Linked DNA regions of Mus musculus: region 2 is linked to region 1. Evidence: chromatin contacts called from public Hi-C data. All regions are on one chromosome and are shown on one strand. Each heading gives the region's core, a stretch centred on a gene start, on an enhancer-like site or on the middle of the called end of the contact. The rest is flanking DNA. Distances are from core to core; before and after follow the strand shown.

The links. Hi-C and Micro-C count contacts between places; a contact is called where the count stands out from the background.
Region 2: a contact with region 1 is called in a Hi-C map of B cells, with 5 read pairs. The contact joins the promoter of N4bp2l2 here to the promoter of Slc7a1 in region 1. A contact is called at or near these places in 1 of 39 promoter capture datasets (pre-B cells), 1 of 484 Hi-C or Micro-C datasets (B cells) and 1 of 9 other capture datasets (adipose tissue).

The regions. Positions count from the first base shown.
Region 1 is chr5:148,398,525-148,403,688 of GRCm38.p6, forward strand. It overlaps Slc7a1 (solute carrier family 7 (cationic amino acid transporter, y+ system), member 1), which reads right to left and starts at 1,380. Exons shown (of 13, transcript NM_007513.4): 1 at 1,205-1,380.
Region 2 is chr5:150,663,983-150,668,805 of GRCm38.p6, forward strand. N4bp2l2 (NEDD4 binding protein 2-like 2) reads right to left here and starts at 1,630. Exons shown (of 6, transcript NM_201369.3): 1 at 1,519-1,630.

The DNA.
Region 1 (5,164 bases), core at 130-2,629:
CTAAATGTCTATTCTGATCTCGTGAGTCACGCCCTTTTGTTTTAGTGGCAGAAGGGTGTGCTCTAGTCAAAATAATAATTTCCATTGAGACCAACTAAAAATACCAGGGGGATGACTGTGTCGAGGTTTCCTATTATCTTAACCACACATGAAGGGCAAGAAATGTTACAAAAATCCCAATTACCAGCTGACTCCATGACAGCTAAGACAGTCAACCAAAAGATAACGCAGAAGATAACGCTCCGGATTCTAGTGAAAGTTTACTCACCTTTAGAAGAAATACACCTATGGTTGAAACCCTGTCCTCCTGCACGTGAGAGTATAACTGTGGGTGCTGGGAAATGTAGTTTTTTAGTTTGTTTTGTTTTCCTGACAGCACATGTCTGCCTATCCCAGCACATGTCTGCCTATCCCAGCACATGTCTGGCTATCTTAACACACAAGTCCACACAGCAGTGGGCTGGAGCGAGCGACACTGGACTGCTCTGCGGACACCCTTGGCTGGTGACCTGATCGTGCCCAGGAAGTCTTCCACTGGACAGAAACACACGGAGCACAGGTTGTCTACGGAGCCGGAAGAACTTCCTCCCACTCCACACCATCTGGAAGAACAGTCTGTGCAGGCCGAATCGGGTCACAAGGAAAACCCACCCAAGAGGGAGTCCCTCCAAAGGGACCTCTGGAGACTATGAGGCGACCCGGAGGACAGGAATCTCAGGTCTCGGGTCATGCCTGCGAGACCTGACAAGAGTCCATCCTGCGCGCGGCTCGGCTGACGACACTGCCCGGGACCGCGTGGCGGGGCGGGGTGCCGCGCACCGCGCCATGTAAGGGAAGGTCTCCCAGACTGCCGTGACTCCGGATGCCACCCGGGGCAGCCTGCGTAGATGGGTCCCCGCGCCCACGTGGAGCCTACACACGGCGCCACGCGTGGCGGGCGTCACCCGGGTCGCCCGTGTTCACTCCCTCCCGCTGTTGCATCATGCACCACGCCGCGCCTGCAAAGGACCAAGATGGACTCGGAGGAGGCGACCGGAACACTGGTGCCCGCCCCACGCACCCATCCCCCGGAGATGGAGAGGATAAGAAGAACCCTCGCCCTGCCTGAAACGCCACCCGAGGCCACACACACAGACACACACGCACACCGAGGTGACTCAGGCTTTCAGAGCTTCCTGGGCAATCACAAGGATCGCGTACTCACGGAGGAGGCGGCAAGATGTTGAGCTGTGTGGAGACCGCGGGTAGAAAGCCTCTCACACCTGCTAGCTGAGGGGATGGCGCACGCGGGCGGAATCCGAGCCGGTTTCATCAGCCGCGCGCCGCCCTCCGCGGGCCCCACGGCCACGGCCAGTGCTGCGCGTCAGCTTCCAGGGCACCAATGACAGCGCCGCGCGGCCGCGCCCCTGTGGGCGGGGACACCCGAGACCGGGCTTCCCCGCCGGTTTGGGCGCCTCCCGCGCGCGCCCTTGGTCCTCCGCAGCCGCAACTGAGCTTGAGTCAGAGCTGATGGCACAGGCTGAGGGGTGCGAGCCCCCTCCTGGGGAGCCACGGACAGCTGACGACCAGGTTTCTTGCTCCAAACTGGATGTAAGACACATTTTAAAGACTTTTTTTTTTTTTGGACTTAGTTGTAAATCTTCTTTTGACATTGGACTACTTTACGGCTGTGCCCTAGCTAACGCCTTAGCCTCCGCCTTGGTCAGGAAGGGCCCCAGAACCTGCAAGCCTCCCTTTGATACAAGGTAGTTCCTCCACATAGCCAACAGAACAGTTCAGGCAGTTCACACCCGCGGGACTCTCCCCAAGTTTAGTACCCAAATCTAGTCTTCAGGGTTCCTTCTGATCTCTGCTCCAAAATCGAGAACTACAGTCTATAGGGCTGAGGGATGGCTCAGCGGTTAACACTGACAACCCTTTCAGAGGACCCAGTTCTGACTCCCCACATGGGGGCTCACAACTAATCTGTAAGTCTTGAATGTGATGCACAGACATACACAGGTAAACCATAAATATGCATAAGATAAAAGTTTTTATAAAGAATTATATCGAAGCCCGGCAGTGGTGGCACACACCTTTAGTCCCAGCACTTGGGAGGCAGAGGCAGGTGGATTTCTGAGTTTGAGGCCAGCCTGGTCTACAGAGTGAGTTTCAGGACAGCCAGGGCTATACAGAGAAATCCTGTTAAAAAAAGAGAGAGAGAGAGAGAGAGAGAGAGAGAGAGAGAGAGAGAGAGAGAGAGAGAGAGAGAGGAAGGAAGGAAGGAAAGAAGAAAGAAAGAAAGAAAGAAAGAAAGAAAGAAAGAAAGAAAGAAAGGAAGAAAGAGAGAAAAGAAAGGAAAAGAAAAGAAAAAGAGAAAAGAGAAGGTGGATGCTATGTGTGTTCTCAAGTGTGCCTTATCAGTAAAGGGATTCATTGTCAGCCACAGCTGTTGATACTCCCATAGAATTAAACTAACGATGTATTAATTTATATTGCCCAGCCAAAAAGTCTTAATGAATACGTAGAGGGAGGTGGATAGCACTAAAGCACTTCTAACACTTGTAAGATAACATTAAAGCACTTCTAACAGCGTTTGTGATAATAACAAGGCATCAAACATGCTTTGTTTTCCAACAGCCAACAGAAGTAAGTGTCAATCATGCGGTGATGAACTGATTCCTGCCAATCTAGTAGGGAGGTCTCCTGAATCTTTACCAGGTGCCCCCTTCTCACAGAGGGAAACCTCCCATCTTTCAGCGCCCACCAGCTTTGCCTTCAGCACCAGATGAGTATCTGACTCCGAATTCGAACGCTATTCACTGTGTGTCCTCCACAAATCGGCACACTACTGCTTATGAAAATTTACGTTCTCTTAAAAACTGCTTGCCCTGTCCTCGTCTGGGATTTTGGTGTGATACAGGTCCCGTCAAACAAGCTGAAAATCAAAAAACGGAGTCACGGGTAATAAAATCCCACACCAATAAGCTGAAGCTAAACTGACCTCTCAAGAAATTAGGAAATTAGCGATGACCAGTTTATGTAATGATTCTCTGTGCATAAACCCTTAACCAAAAAGAGCAAGCTGGATCAACCAGATATTAGGCAGCTTTTTCTCTATTGTCCCTTCTCCCTGCCTCTACTATGCAGAGACAGTAACTTCTACCTGCTTTCTTCAGCTCATTCCTATCTAGAAGACCAACTTCAGCTTTACTGCTTTTGTTTTGCTTTGTTTTTGTTTTTGTTTTTGTTTTTGTTTTTTTTTTTTTGAGACAGGATCTCACTATGCAGCCCTGGCTCTCATGGAACTCACTTTCTATGGACCAGAATGGCCTCGAACTCAGAGACACATCTGCCTCTGCCTCCCCAAGTGCTGGGGTTAAACGTGTGTGCCACCAAGCCTGGCTACAATTAAGATCTTTAAACCATAGTTTTGTTATTTGACTCTGTGTGTGTGTGTGTGTGTGTGTGTGTGTGTGTTGCACACATATCACATGTCAGTGTTCAGACATGCAGAGGCCAAAACATGATATCAAGTGTATCCTTCTATCACTGTCTGCCTTACTGACATAAAGCAGGATCTCTCAATGAGCCCCCACACTCATCACTTTTTGGTAAGGCTGCCTGGTCAGCGAATGCTTGTAATCTGCTCATTTCTGCCTCCCAGTTTGGAGGTTAAAGGCACATGCAGCCATTCCCAGCTTGTAAAGTGGGTGTGAGATTCAAACGGGTCCTCGTGCAATGCACTCTTACCCGTGGAACCATCTCCCCAGCCCCTGTGATTTTGATCGAAAGCCAACCCTTTGAGCTGGGCAGTGGTGGTTCGTCCCTCTAATCCCAACACTCAGATTTCTGAGTTTGAGGCCAGCCTAGTTTATGAAGAGATTTCCAGGACAGCCGTGTCTACAAAGAGAAATCCTGTCTCAGGAAAAGGTTCAACCCTTTCATGTTTGAAATACAATTGTGGGTTTGTTAAATGTATATGTGTGTGAGCCGGCATGACTTTAGGAGCACCACGTGCGTGCCAGAGACCATGGAGGCTAGAAAAGAGTATTAGCTAGTTACAGGTGAGCCACCATGTGGGTGCTGGGGACTGAACCCAGGAAGAACAGCCAGTCCTATTAACCACTGAGCCATCTCTCCAGGCCCTGTTTTGTTTTGTTTTTTTTTTTCAAACTGGCTTTTGGCTTCCAAACCTTAAAGATATTCCACGTGAAGAGCCAACCTAGATTCCATCTTTCCTAGGGGATTTTTTAGCACAGTTTCCAGTTCAGTGACGCCTCCCATGAAGCAGCTGGCCTCCCACGGAGCAGCTGGCCTTCAGACTGACAAGAGGAATCCCTCAGAATCAGGGCCCATGAAAAGTATCCGGTGCTTTGAATGAAAATGTCCCTCCTAGGGAGGGGCACTAGTAGAAGCTGTGGCCTGTTGGATTAGGTGTGGCCTTGTTGGAGAAAGTATGTCACTGGGGGTGGGCTTTGAGGTTTCAGACACTCAAGTCAGGCCCAGTGTCTGTCTGTCTGTCTGTCTGTCTGTCTCTCTCTCTCTCTCTCTCTCTCTCTCTCCTTCCCTCCCTCCCCCTCTCTCTGCAGCCTATTGATCCAGATGTAGATGTTGCTGTCTTCAGACACACCAGAAGAAGGCATCAGATCTCATTACTGTTGGTTGTGAGCCACCATGTGGTTGCTGGGAATTGAACTCGGATCCTCTGGAAACGGCTGAGCCATATCTCCAGCCCCCAGATGTAGAATTCTCAGCTCCTTCTGCCTGTAGGCTGCCATGCTCCCTGCCATGATGACAATGAACTAAAAACTTCTAAACTCTAAGTCACCCCCAATTCAATGTTTTCTTTTATAATAATCCTGTTATTTGCTAGGCAAGATGGCACACACGTATCATCCCAGCACTCGGGACGCAGAGATGTGTAAATCTCTATGAATTTGAGGCCAGCCTGGTCTACAGAGTCAATTTCAGGATAGCAAGAGCTATCCCTGTCTCAGGGTAGAAAAAGTTGCCATGGATGTGGTATTATAGCGATAAAATTCTAAACTAAAATGAAGTGACTTCAGAGGAGAAAAAAAATCAATTTGAAGCAGAGAAACCCAATTGTGGTCAAGGTCTCACAGAAGATGCTGGTAGCCCTGGCTCAATACCATGACAAACAGCAAAGGTCCTAAGGCACCGT
Region 2 (4,823 bases), core at 380-2,879, 2.3 Mb after region 1:
GGGTGTGGAATTCAGCATAGCTACACACTAGACACACTATTGGCTTCAGCAAAAGGGCATCAGGACTTTGTTCTTGTGGGCTGGGGGCTTATCTTGTTCACATAGCAACCAGTTGATGTATGACTTTACCCGGCGCCAAGGGGCAATAGACAGAGGGGAGGTTCCAGCCAGATGGTGTCAACTCAGACAAGATAGCCTTGCCTGCGTCCTTGCATTCCTTTTCATCTTTACAGTCAAGAGCCCTGCCCTGGCATCCGGGCTCATAGACAACTCTTTTACATGAATCACAAGTTACAAAATCTCATTTTCCTTCAGTACACTGTACCACAAATACCTTCCTGTTTAAAATCATCATGTCTTTTGTAGTATATACTTTAACTTCCAAACAATTATCTCTCTTTAGCATCCAAATACCAGGTTAACTAAAAACGCAGTCTTTGTGGGGTCTTTTTCTTTTAAGTAGTATAAAAGCAGTTTTCCAATTGAATGTAATAATTTGGAAAAAAAAAAGTTTTGAGTTTTAGTGATGATACAAATTATGCTTAGGGAAAATAATCAGAAAACTTTAAAAATCAAATCATTCATCTTTTCTAGTAGTTTCTCTAACTTGAAAAATACACTTTTTAGGCAGGGTGGTCTATGACTGCAACACTAGCATTTGGCAGGTGTTGAAAGGAGCTCAAGACCAGCCTGGACTACACAGTAAGTTCAAGGTCAGTCTGTATTACCCAAGACCCTGTCAATAAATGTAATTAAAATTACTCTTGACAGGCCGTGGTAGCTCAAACCTGTAATCCTATCAATAGATTTCCAGTCCAGTATGGGTTGGCTACACAAATGGGTTGCAGAGCAGCCTGGTTGGGAGAGACTATGTCTTTTTAAAAAAATCACAACTTCGCTTCTCTTGTCATAGAGGGAGGGGCGTTAAGAAACCAAAAGCGCTCTTTTGGTCACATCTGGCCTGCTCTTGGAATCAAAACCCAAACCCTACAAACGAGAAGAAAGGCGACAAGCCATTAGCAGAGACGAAGGAAGCTCCAACTGCGGAGAAAAGCCAGGTTCCCGGAAAGAGCCCCCACCTCGGCCACATGCTCCCATGTCCTCAATCTAACGTCAAGAGCCAACCAAGCAAGTGCAGCAGGGTGGACCGACGTCGTCAGCGCCCTACCTGCCGGGCCCCCAAGGCCTCCTGACCGGGGGCGGGCTGCCAGGCCAGGGGCGCTCCGGCTTCTCCGTCCCTAAGGAAAACGTCAAGATCCCTTCTAAGAATCCGGGGAGGTCCCGAAGGCTGACAGGCTTCTCTTGGGGCTTCCACGCTCGCAGTGAGGCGAGAGCTGTGTCAAAGCCGGAGGTGCAGGCGCCAGCCGTTCGCTCAGACGAAACCGGAAATACCTCCCTCACCTCCACCGGGACCCATCGCTCTGTAAGCACTTCCACCATCTTCCTCTCCAAGCCCTCCCCCACCCCACTCCACCCCCTCCAAAAAAAAAAAAAAAGAACTTCCGCGAACACACGAACCTCCGGGAAGACGAGAGACCGTCCAAAACGTAGCTATTAAACGGAGCTGGAAAGAGACGCGAGGCTGGAGCAGTTTCATACGCAAGATGGCCGCCACCTCTAGGATTACCCATGCAGCACCGCGGGCTCACGCCCGGCATTATGGGGATTGAAGTCCGGCGTCCCGCAGTCCTCGTTTACCTCAAGGCACCGAAACTCAGTGTTCCAGAGTCCATTGCAAGACTTACAAGCTATTTTGGCCACCAACGTAGACTCAGTCTTGTTCCCCGCCCTGTAGTGGGGGGAAGTTTCTTAAAGAAACATCACCTTTATCTATAAAGGCAGCGACGTCCTCTGGGGTTCACGACTCAAAAAGAACAAGAGTGCTTGGCGCCCCCAGGTGGATGGACGCGCAAGCCTCTGTGGTGAGTGAACAGTTTTCAGGCTTTTCAGGAGACAAAAGAATCAGCCTAGGCTTCAAAGGGGAAAACATTTTGTGTAACAGAACTCAGTTGCTATGGTTTCTCAGAAACACCATTTAGTATAATTTTAAGCTTCTGAACAACTGTGGCAAAATAGAGTGCCTGCACCTCAGAACCCCATAACAGATGACTCTTGGGGAGAAGAAATTATAAAGTATCTTACTTCCAGATATAGGAAAACTGCTATATAAATATGTATTGAATTAAAACTAAATACCAACCAAATGACTAGCTCCAGTTAAAGGTCTTTTTTTTTCTCCTTTCCATTTCTATTAGCCTGTCGTCCTCTCCACCCCTTGTTTCGTTTGGGCCCGCACAAGAAGATCGGCCATCTCAGCATATTTGAATAAGTCTTGTCTCCAACACAATAATGTTTTTTTTTTTTTTTTAAAGATTTATTTATTATTTTAAGTACACTGTAGCTGTCTTCAGACACACCAGAAGAGGGAGTCAGATCTTGTTACGGATGGTTGTGAGCCACCATGTGGTTGCTGGGATTTGAACTCTGGACCTTCGGAAGAGCAGTCGGGTGCTCTTACCCTCTGAGCCATCTCACCAGCCCCCACAATAATGTTTTAATTTATAAGTATAATAGATAAAAAGCACAGTGAAGCCGGGCAGTGGTGGAGCACGCCTTTAGTCCCAGCACTTGGGAGGCAGAGGCAGGCAGATTTCTGAGTTCAAGGCCAGCCTGGTCTACAGAGTGAGTTCCAGGACAGCCAGGGCTACACAGAGAAACCCTGTCTCAAACAAAACAAAACAAACTAAAACAAATCACTATTTTATTTTATGTGAGTGTTTTACCTGAGTGTATATATACATATATATACACCTGAGTGTGTGTGTGTAAATATGTATACACACACACTCTCTCTCTCTCTCTCTCTCTCTCTCTTAAGAGTGTTGTGTAAAAGAGAGAAAACCCATTTACTTTATGAAAAGCAGTGTCCTCGTCCCAGTTCTTACCAGTCCCTATTACTACCCTTCTCTTGTGAAGACTCTGGTGGAGTGTTCTAGAATGTAACACCAAATCTATTGTCTATTCTGCACATTGCTCCAGCACCCTCCTATATCCCATTGTCCCACAGCAGCTGGAAACACTGTTCCTTTAACATTCACCACCACCCCCCCACACACACACACAGCTTCAGTCCTGTAGTGGCTATTCCAGGTTGTCAACTTGACTCTATCTAGAATAAACTACAATCCAGAATTGGAAAGCTCTCACCTGTGAGCTAATCTGGAGGCTGGGAGATACAAGTTTCTGACCTGGATTTTGGCATGGAGACCTTGAGGCATAGTGGCTCAGAATTAAAGATTAAGACAGGGAGATCTCTGAGTTCAAGGTCATCCGGGACAAAGCAAGTCCCAGACAGATCCAGGCATGGTGGCACACACCTTTAATCTGGGCCACACTGTCTGCTGGAGACCTACATAAGGACATTGAAAGAAGGAAGATTCACTCTCTCTCTTCTTCGCCTCCTTGCCTTGTGGGACTGATCTAGATGTTGGGCTTCCATTCACTGCTGCTGCTGACCATTGTTGGGGACTTGAATTACAGACTGTAAATCGTCAATAAATTCCCTTTCTGTATAGAGACTACCCATAAGTTCTGTGACTCTAAAGAACCCTGACTAATACAACTTCTAAGAATTGAACCTAGGACCTCAAGTATGGCAGCTAAGCCCTCTATCATTGAGCCAAGCCACCACTGACGTCTTGAAACATGATTTTCATATAAAAGTGTATATACTGCCTCCTTCAGTTGATGCTTACTATAGCACACCAGAACCCATCAGCATCCTCTGAATATGAACACCCTCTTAACAAGATTCTGGTGTCATTGTCAGAGATTACATATGTGATGGCTATTCTTGGTCGTCAGCTTGTCTATCTGGAATGAGTCACAATCTGGAAATGGAGGACATAACCTGTGAAAGATTTTGTTTGGTCTGGAGTGGGAGAGTCCATTTCTAGTTCTGACCTTTGAGATGAGAAGACACATGCATGCCTTTGATCCACATCTTGAATTGGGAAGAAATGCCTTTAATGTTCACTCTTTCTGCTGGAAGTCTATATAAGAGCTCGGAAGCAGGAAGCTTTTGCTCTTTGCCTGCTAGCACATCCATTCCTTCACGGGCACTGGAGCCTTCTTCTATGGGATTCCAGCATAGATGGAGGACCAGCTGAGACACCCAGCCTTGTGGGACTGAGCAACTACTGGGTTCTTGGACTTTCTGTTCACCGCAAGCCATTGTTGCATTAGCTGGACTGCAGCCTGTAAGTCATTCCAATAAATTCCATATATGTGTATGGACATATGCATATATATATATATGTATACATATACATACACGTGTACATATAAAGAGAGATTTATTCTCTATGTTCTGTGACTCTAGTGAACCCTGACTAACAACAAATTATTTATCATTCACAGTAAATAGCAGTTTGATGTATCATTTTGTACAACCTATTTCAGAACTACTGCAGCATATTTCACAAGTCTCAGTTGCTGTAATCTATATTCATAAATGATGGATTTTCAAACCAGAGTGCTTACATATAGTGTGTCCGAAGCTATGATTGTAGTATCACACCAGTGGAGGAAAATGTAGAAGACAATTATTTCAGATATTCCAAACATTGAAGAAAATCAGTAAAGTATAAATGGCTGTAGAGACAGGAGAACCTATTAGTTTTAAGTTAAATTTATTTTCATTTTATGAAGGAGTCTGCAGCGGGCAGAAGTGAGCGTCAGATCCCCTGGAACTGGAGTTAGAGGTAGTTGTGAGCCACCACGTGGGTGTTGTGAACTGAACCCAGGTCCTCTGCTAGAGCAGC